Linked DNA regions of Mus musculus: all the other regions are linked to region 2. Evidence: chromatin contacts called from public Hi-C and HiChIP or PLAC-seq data. All regions are on one chromosome and are shown on one strand. Each heading gives the region's core, a stretch centred on a gene start, on an enhancer-like site or on the middle of the called end of the contact. The rest is flanking DNA. Distances are from core to core; before and after follow the strand shown. Region 1 overlaps Pappa (pregnancy-associated plasma protein A). Region 2 overlaps Astn2 (astrotactin 2). Region 3 overlaps Pappa (pregnancy-associated plasma protein A).

Region 1 (2,700 bases), core at 139-2,638, 170 kb after region 2:
GCCACTGTTTCAGACACTTGTTGCCCCAACTGTCTAGAATGATTATGTGACCACAAGCCCTCATTTCTCCATAATTCTTCTGGTCTGGCTCCCCTTAGTTGTTTTGTAAGATCTTGATCAGGGAGAGCATACTGAATCCTTGCTATATTTTGACCCTGGCGGGAGCTAGTACCATAAAAATTGTGGAGGAGTGCTGGCGCTAGCTCTAAGTTCAGATGGCAACAAATTCTGCTTTCTGAATTTCTGACTTTCTGTGTTATCATCTTCAAAAAGAAATGAAGAACCGCTAGGCACCTTCTATATCCAGCCACAGACCTTTTTGCTCTGGACACACAGTGATAATTCTCAGCATGTTTCATAAAGAACATGTAGGCTTTGTATATGTTCAGATGACCTTCTGTGCCAGACAGCCCTGGAAATATTCCTATAAATCACACTGGCCCTGAATAAGGACATTCAATTCCCTGGAGGTCACACCTTGGTTAATTAGGAAATCATCTTAATGAGGTAAGATGCCTTTAAATCAGGTTCTATATGCTCTAAATTTCCCCCACAGAAACCATGTACACACATACAAACTGAAGGTTGAAGAAGCCATTTATTCTCTAAAGGCAGCCAGGAAGAGAGGTGAGCCTTTGGAGTAAGTCAAACCTTAGGAATTGGGCAAGTTCCCCTGTCCATTCAAGGTTTTATCTCTCATCTGTTAAAGTTGGTTAAAAGGATCAGCAATGATGCCCTTTTGGGAACCAGCATTTGACCAGCATCAAGTGCTCTTGAGTGCTCTGCATAAGGTATATTCTACAATTCATCATGAAAACAGCCACAGTGGATCCTGTATGCTGTCTTACTTCCTGCTCTTTAGTTTCTTGGTTTCAGTTTCTTCTCCCTAGAAAATGTGACAAAGTCTAGCAAATCTGTGGCTAAGCATCAGTTCCTCCGAGTGCTTCTCTATCCCAGTTGGTCATTGACAGCTTTTCTCTACCATAGCTGCACTCACTTGCCCACAATATTATATAGTATAACCAGGATCCTGTTCATGAGTTCATTGGTGGGAAGACAAAGTTTGTCTCACTCTTCTCTGTGTCTCTCACAGAGTCAGGTTTCATATGGATATAAGATCAGAAATACACCAGGCATTAGCCTAGGCTCATGGATGAAAACACATATGCCACTGTTTCCCATCTAGACTCGTCTTACCTATTGCATAGCCATCAGGACACTGCAATTTGAGGTTACTGTTGAGTTGGTTTGGGGCTGAGCACTGGCCTTGCATCTCTCGGCAGACGTGGAAGGAACCACTCCAAGTGCCATCTTTCCGGCAGTGAATGATATTGCTCCCACGGCCCTGAACACCAGAGAAACACTCTTAGGACATGACAGACTCCAGCTGTGCAAAGGACATGCATCTCAGTATGAAAGATGCCATTTCAATGTGTCATTTCCCCCACAGGCTAGAATTGTTCCAAATAACTTGTTTCTAATAGCTAAATCCCAGTCATCTTGAAACAGGGGTATTGTGAGTACCTTATGGAGAAACTGAGGACTCAGATAACAAAGAAGCTTACTCTAGTCTTCCCAAACCGAGTAATTCCAAGGTTTACTAATTTCTAGAATAATGGTCTTTGGGATATTCCAATTGTTTATATTTGTTTTACATTATTGCTGTTTACATTCAGAAACCCATCATCTACTCTTTATATCCAGACAATAAAATGTAAGAGGCAGGCAAGGCATTCACAAAAACTGGTAGCCGTGCACTGCATTTTCTTTCCTTTTTAGATCCAGGAAAGCAACCCAGGTGAGAAGCTTTCTCTTCCAAGGTACTTCCAACTACGATGGCCACAAGAGGGTTCAGAGCGGGTTGTGTGTATCTCTACTTTTGGCTCTTTAAGGTAAGCAACAGTTCACTTCTCATTCTTCTGTAAGTAAGTAAGAGAGTGCAGTTTAAAGACAGATCCTTTCTTTATGACCCACTCAACATGTGAAACCATAGCAAACCAGAAGTTTGATGGGGCTCCCAGAAACAAAAGAGAAATGGAAGGACATTCGTGAAAGAGAGAAGCGCAGGCACAAATGCAAGACAGGGCAGTGACCACGGCCAAGGAAGGTGTGGTTCTGCTGAGCCGTGAGGGCGGGGTAAAGCAGAACAGAGTGCAACAGGTGTGACTCTTTGATGTTGGCTTCAGGAGACTGGATTCTCCAGAACAAGTGGAGAACTACCATTTCCGGATGGATCAAGAGGCTCTGCAGGAGCCTGGAGACTGGTTTGACTCAGCACCCCTGTATCCTCAGAGCCTGCATGTAATGTAGGCCACTCAGTCTGTTACTTGCCTCTCTGCAGATGCTTAGCTAAAGATGGGATGGGAAGTAGTTTTTTGTTTGTTTGTTTGTTTGTTTTTGGTTTTGGTTTTGGTTTTTAACTAATAAGGAAATAAATTGGCTGATGGCCAGAAAAAAAGAAAATAAAGGCATAAACGTCTAAACGAATGAGGGAATAAACAATTAATGTCTGGGAGATAGAACGTGAAAGGGCTGATATGGACTGAAGCTGCCTTGTCTTTAAACACACACACACACACACACACACACACACACACACACACACACACACACCAGCTGCAGAGAAAGGGGCCCCTCTTGAGGTCTATCCCAGGCCAGCAGGAGGTGGGCACCATTGCAAGAGAAGCATATATAGAAGAA
Region 2 (2,734 bases), core at 108-2,607:
CCACTGCCCAGTGCTGTGACCTGGGGCAAGTCCACTTGACCTCTTTAAGTCTTTTCCCATTTGTGGTTTATCATGGTCACATAATTTCTGTTTGTGGATGTCAGTACGAAAATCTGTAGATGTAAATCAAAACAAATGAACAAAAGGAAGAAAATAGGACAATTTTTAGTAAGACAGAATGTATTTCCAAAGGATTTCTGATAGGGCAAATTACCTTCATATCTGTCATTTATGAAAGAGTGGATTCAGCGTACCATCCATTTTCTAGAAATCTATGCCATATTATCATTTTTAATGTTCTAAGACACCTCTTGAGAAAGAAATCTGCTTAACTTTATTTTACACCTGTAGTTTTAAATTTTATATGAAATGACTATCCATGTTTCATAAAAGGTAAAATTCTGGAAAATGTTTTTTGAACCAAATGGACCAAGTGGTCCTTTGGTCTGACTTATAATTGTTGTCCCAAGTTTATAGAAACAGGTCCTCTAATGTGAGCCTCGTCTCTAATCATTGGCAAAAGGAATAGAATGAAACTCAGTTTTCTCCACCTGAAATGTACTTTCAGCTTTGTTCTGCTTCTTCTAGATCTCAAATCGTAGTAAAGGGTGCTTGTGCTCAAATCTATGAAGTCATTAACCATACTGGCTGTTGGTCATCTGCCTCCGGGTGGATTTGTGTGAGTACATACATGTTTTCACAAATGACTTCACAGATAAGGCTACAAGAAACACCTTGAACAATTTCTGTCATCCCCATGACTACTCCTGTTCTCACATGTACTTTTGACCTGCTTGTGCTAAGTCACCTGAGAAATTCTTTCTGTTATCCCTTTCTACTTTCTATACCAGGAGGACTTAGTCTCATCCTTGGGTCTCTGTTGCAAAGGGGGATCAGCGCCTTGAAAAATCGCTGCTAGGAGTCTCCAAACTTGCATGAAGTCACCAGGAAATGTGGATTTTTTTTCCCACTGGTATGTGCTAGCACACATTTTTGAGGCTTCTTTTCAAAGGGCCATCTATGTTTTGAATAAGGGTCCGGGACAGTCGTTTTCTGGGCCATCTGCTCTCTGCATACATCAGTGTCTGAGTGTATGTAATAGTGCTGCCATTCTTAAGAGTGTCTGGTTTGGACAATAAATTATGTTGACCTATTCGCCTTCTAGGCTATTACTTAGTAAAGATGGAAATCTCAGGGATTATCAAGACAAGGAAGCCTAAGCCCATTTCTAGGGCCTTTTGTGAATATCATAGCCAATAGAGGGCGCTCCTGCACCACAACACTGGGTGGAAGGCTCTAGGCAGGCCCAGGGCTCAGGCAGCCAGCTGACCTTTCTCCAGGCTGTACTTGGGTTGCCAGAGCAGCCGAGGTGTCAGCTGAGAGCAGTCACAGCCTAGGGAGGAGGAGGGAAGGAGGGAGGCTGGGGCACCAGAAAGGGAGGAAGAGCTGGCAGAGAACACACTCAAACACACATTTCACTGAGACAGAGGCCCAGGGAAAGCACAGAACATGAGCACATACCTACAAACAACAAATAGAACATACCCTACTCATACTCAGCATACAAACAAGGAGATTTTGTTTGTGAGTCGCATAATACAGAAACACAATGTGAATTCAACCCATCACACACAGATGCATGCAACACCATCATCACACCCAGCTAAGCTGCAAGGACAATACGTGGATGTATACAATACATTTAAACGTGTGTAAGCACCTCTGAGGATATTCAGAGCGTGTGCAATATAGAAAGGTAAGCTAGATCATAAAGACACACAGTCTCACACACACACACACACACACACACACACACACACACACACCCCAGCACAGAAATGCAGTAGACCACAGCACACACAGACATCCAAAAGACATTAAAAGCAGAGCACACACAGATAGTGTGTATCTTTTACTCACTACACAGCAAATCCTCCAGGAATGAGACTATGGATAAACAACAGAGATGCATAAGCACAGCCACTGCCCCACAGGCAGACTGTAAAGTATACGTGCCAAATGCCATGTCAGTTCACCAAGCATGCACAGGCATGGGTAACAGATCAAAGGACACCTATCCAGGCAGCATACAGTATGTGCAACACTAAAACATACTACACAGACTAGAAGCTGCATACATTCAAAACACTCAGAATTCAATACATGTTTTGATAAGAGAACCAGGCATGAAGACGAGCAGGGGAAGTGGGTGTGTGATAGGGGAAAGATAGGGCATTTGGAGAAGATACAGGGAAGGAGGGCAGCAGCATATACAATGGTCGGCTTCTCTCTTCTCAGCTTAGGTGACATAGAACAATGATTTTAAATACTGTTATTACGGAGGCTAGACAGAGGCAGCAAGGGTGTCCTCGTAAGAATGAGCCTTAGGCTCAAGGCCAGAGCTTGAGCCTCAATCTCAGCTACAACAATGGCACCAAATCACATCTCCTATGTCTCTTCCTCCATGTCCCTGCAGCTGCCAGCTCATCTCCACAGATGTCTGCTTCAGCTCCACCCATCTCAGTTATCCTCATCAATGAGCTGTAAGGCATGTACATCTCACAGCCCACCCCCACCCCTCAGTGAGTGTGAGAGAGAAACTTTCCCAAACTTTCAGGAAATATAATTTCCATTGCTTTTTAAAAGCACCCAAAAGGAGAAACAAAACAAAACAAAACAAAGCAAACTAACAAAAAGTGAGTGCTCCCAAGAAGGCTTGTTTTGCCAAAGAAGA
Region 3 (2,700 bases), core at 45-2,544, 250 kb after region 2:
AATATATTTTGCTGATGAAAACTGAGGCACAGGTTTATATAGCTTCTGCATCAGATTTTCAGCCAGATGCCGTGTTGGTAACTACGATGCCATCTGATGCTCTGTTTGTGCTGTGCACATCCTGACTCTATCACCATCGTTGCCACCCCTATCATGGCCATCCCCATCTCTTCCTCTTTTTTTTTTAACTTTATTTTTATTTTCTGTATAAAGGCCTATCTTTAAGTCAAGGAAAGCATTCTTTCCAGAAAGCCTTGGAAGGGAAAGTTACAATATATAGAGATGTTTTGTTTGTTTGTTTTAACAGAGGGAACTGTAAATGAATTTAGGCAATGAGGAATGTTTGATTTCGTTTCTCAAATTATTTTTTTCCTAAGATGAGAGGTGGATTCTTCCATTACGGTTACACAGAAAGTACTGTTAAAAAGAAAAATAATAATAAATGCAGCTCCCAGCAGAGCCCCTGTCTCCCTCCTCTCCAGCCTAAAATACTGTTTTCTTTTTTAGTCATTGTTGTTCTAAACTCTCCTAGGCATATCCACTGAGAAGACACAACGATTCATCTTCTTGTTTTCCTTTCTCGCCTTGCTTCAGTCAGGGCCAGGATGGTCTGACAGAGGGGCCATAGGCTAGGTGACCCCCTGCCCTCCCAGCAACTTAGTGGCCAGGCAGATTGATCCTCAGCCCCTTACTGTGTATCTACCACACAGAGAGGGAGGGCACTGGGCTTTAGGGAGTGCTAATTGAGTTACTGGCCCTGGCTCTAACACTGGGGTGGAGATGCCCTGTCAGGGATGGGAGACAAAGTGAGGCTGAGAGCTGCTGGGGAGAGGAGCTGGGAGAAAGAGACACATGGTGGGGGGTGCCTGCAGTCCTGAGAGATATGATGTGGGAGTCTCTATGAATTTGTTTTCTTGACTCTATGTCAGCATCCAGCAAAATTTGAATCTCCTCAAGCCATGAAGGATGTTCAGTATTAGGTGGATCTTGAAAACAAAAAGAGCCTTTCACAAAGGGAAAAACCGAGTTTCAAGATGTTGAACCGCACAAGGTCTACCACTAAGCCAGGACAAGAAGTGAACTATCCAGGACTATCGTGAAGCACATAGTGTGAAATATAAAGGCACCCAGAGTTGCATATTCTGTAAGGGCTTAAATGTCCTCTCTGAAATGATCATGTTTCCAGCGTTGGCTCAAGATCTATGACTAACTGCAAGCCCTTTAGGGGATCCTGCACATTTTGTCTGACTAATTTGACCTTCCCTCCTTCAGCTTTTATCAGCAGCCTGTCTGCCATTTATGACTCAGTGCCTTAGAGAGGACTCCCCAAAGCTGCTGAACAATGCCTCCAGCCAGAGCCTGCTGGGGGAGTTATCACTTCACTGATATCATGGTTTCTAAAGGAAACCCCAGGCCTGGTGTGTGTTATAGTTCTAAACAGCCGAAAAAGGACAAGATAATTTCCACATTGCAAAGGGGAATGCAGTCGGCATTACTCAAGAGGTCTTGTGGGTGGTGTTTGTTGTAATAAGAAACTTATGTACTGGGGGACTAGGGCACTGGGGGTGGGAAAGTGGGAAAGGGAAGTCACCAGAGTGTTGCACAATAACACATTGGCACCTTGGGAATACTTCCGGATGTGTGGGCTTCTGAAAAGTGAAGGGGAATGCCCCCATAAATCTGTCACCCACCCTCACACTGCTGTTACTGGCCCAGAGAAAACAGCCCTTCTAAATGGTCTGTGATGACAAGGGTGGCAAAGAAAGGCAGAGGAAGAGGAGGAGGAGGAGTGGGGAGGACAACGACAAGAAGGAGGAGGAAGACATAGATTAAGGAAGAGAAGCAGAAGGAGGAGGAAGGGAGGGAGGGAGGGAGAGAGGGAAGGAGGGAGGGAAGGAGGAAGGAAGGAAGGAAGGAAGAAAGGAAGGAAGGAAGGAAGGAAGGAAGGAAGGAAGGAAGGAAGGAAGGAAGTCCATTCCAATGGCAAAGCTCTGGAGGAGAAAAAGCAGGGTCCTGTATTCAATTTGGAGGGAGCACCATACCTTTGGAACCTTGAGCCAGTTGAGACATCCTAATAAATTTTAGATCTCATATCTGGGATACGAGCCACATATAGGCTCATATTGAATAAAGCTGCACAACATAGGGCCACCCCATTTAGTACTATGCTGCTCCCTAAAGGACTGCTCTGGTTGATACTTCTTCTTCCACAGAATCCCGACTCCCTACAGTTACATGAGAGAGGAAAGTCTAGTTTCAGGAAATGCTTCTAAACTTCTTTCTATTTTGTGAAGAGAGTTTTCAGTTAGGATTTTAATACATAATCAGCAGAAACCAGTTTTGGTTAGCTTGAGCAAAATAAATGAAATAAATGATCTATTTGAAACACTCAGTGATGAAGGGCTCTCTCATAGGGCGGGAGAATAGAAATGGCTTTCCCTGAGGGGAATTTCAGGCAGATGGCAGCTGCTCTGGCCCAGGTACTTAGTCTCCATAAGAAATAACACACCTTTCTAGTTTCCTCAGCTATGATGCTAAAGTACTTTGGATACTGTCATTTCATGAATGATCATCAAAATAGGTTCAATATGGCTTCAAAATCCAACCTGTGGCTTGGTTGTCTGCTGAGGTAGAAGTTAAGCCTAGAAGGTAAGTTGTGGGTCCCCACGCAATCTGCAGAGTAACTTCGGGAAGATGATT

What was found. HiChIP or PLAC-seq counts read pairs in DNA pulled down with a chosen protein or histone mark. Hi-C and Micro-C count contacts between places; a contact is called where the count stands out from the background.
Region 1: a Hi-C map of Sertoli cells shows a contact between it and region 2, with 4 times the contacts expected there. The contact joins two enhancer-like sites. A contact is called at or near these places in 2 of 15 datasets of contacts at CTCF or cohesin (both in the NIH/3T3 cell line), 14 of 484 Hi-C or Micro-C datasets (Sertoli cells, brown adipocytes, embryonic fibroblasts and 5 more) and 1 of 115 datasets of contacts at active chromatin or transcription factors (astrocytes).
Region 3: an SMC1A HiChIP or PLAC-seq map of the NIH/3T3 cell line shows a contact between it and region 2, with 5 times the contacts expected there. The contact joins two enhancer-like sites. A contact is called at or near these places in 2 of 15 datasets of contacts at CTCF or cohesin (both in the NIH/3T3 cell line), 11 of 484 Hi-C or Micro-C datasets (the C2C12 cell line, LSK cells, Sertoli cells and 6 more), 4 of 115 datasets of contacts at active chromatin or transcription factors (the NIH/3T3 cell line, differentiating embryonic stem cells, embryonic fibroblasts and 1 more) and 1 of 9 other capture datasets (embryonic trunk).

What each region holds. Positions count from the first base shown.
Region 1 is chr4:65,322,384-65,325,083 of GRCm38.p6, reverse strand. It overlaps Pappa (pregnancy-associated plasma protein A), which reads right to left. Exons shown (of 22, transcript NM_021362.1): 18 at 1,198-1,345. Among named protein-coding and RNA genes, the nearest start is that of Pappa, 200 kb to the right of the region's middle. Within about 2 kb of position 1,388, at least 6 of the 459 cell types and tissues checked have an H3K27ac peak or open chromatin away from gene starts, as enhancers often do.
Region 2 is chr4:65,495,219-65,497,952 of GRCm38.p6, reverse strand. All of the region lies in intron 19 of Astn2 (astrotactin 2), which reads left to right. Among named protein-coding and RNA genes, the nearest start is that of Trim32, 110 kb to the left of the region's middle. Within about 2 kb of position 1,357, at least 103 of the 459 cell types and tissues checked have an H3K27ac peak or open chromatin away from gene starts, as enhancers often do. A contact at or near this core is called in the NIH/3T3 cell line and Sertoli cells, where this site is marked.
Region 3 is chr4:65,241,460-65,244,159 of GRCm38.p6, reverse strand. All of the region lies in intron 9 of Pappa (pregnancy-associated plasma protein A), which reads right to left. Among named protein-coding and RNA genes, the nearest start is that of Pappa, 120 kb to the right of the region's middle. Within about 2 kb of position 1,294, at least 65 of the 459 cell types and tissues checked have an H3K27ac peak or open chromatin away from gene starts, as enhancers often do. A contact at or near this core is called in the NIH/3T3 cell line and Sertoli cells, where this site is marked.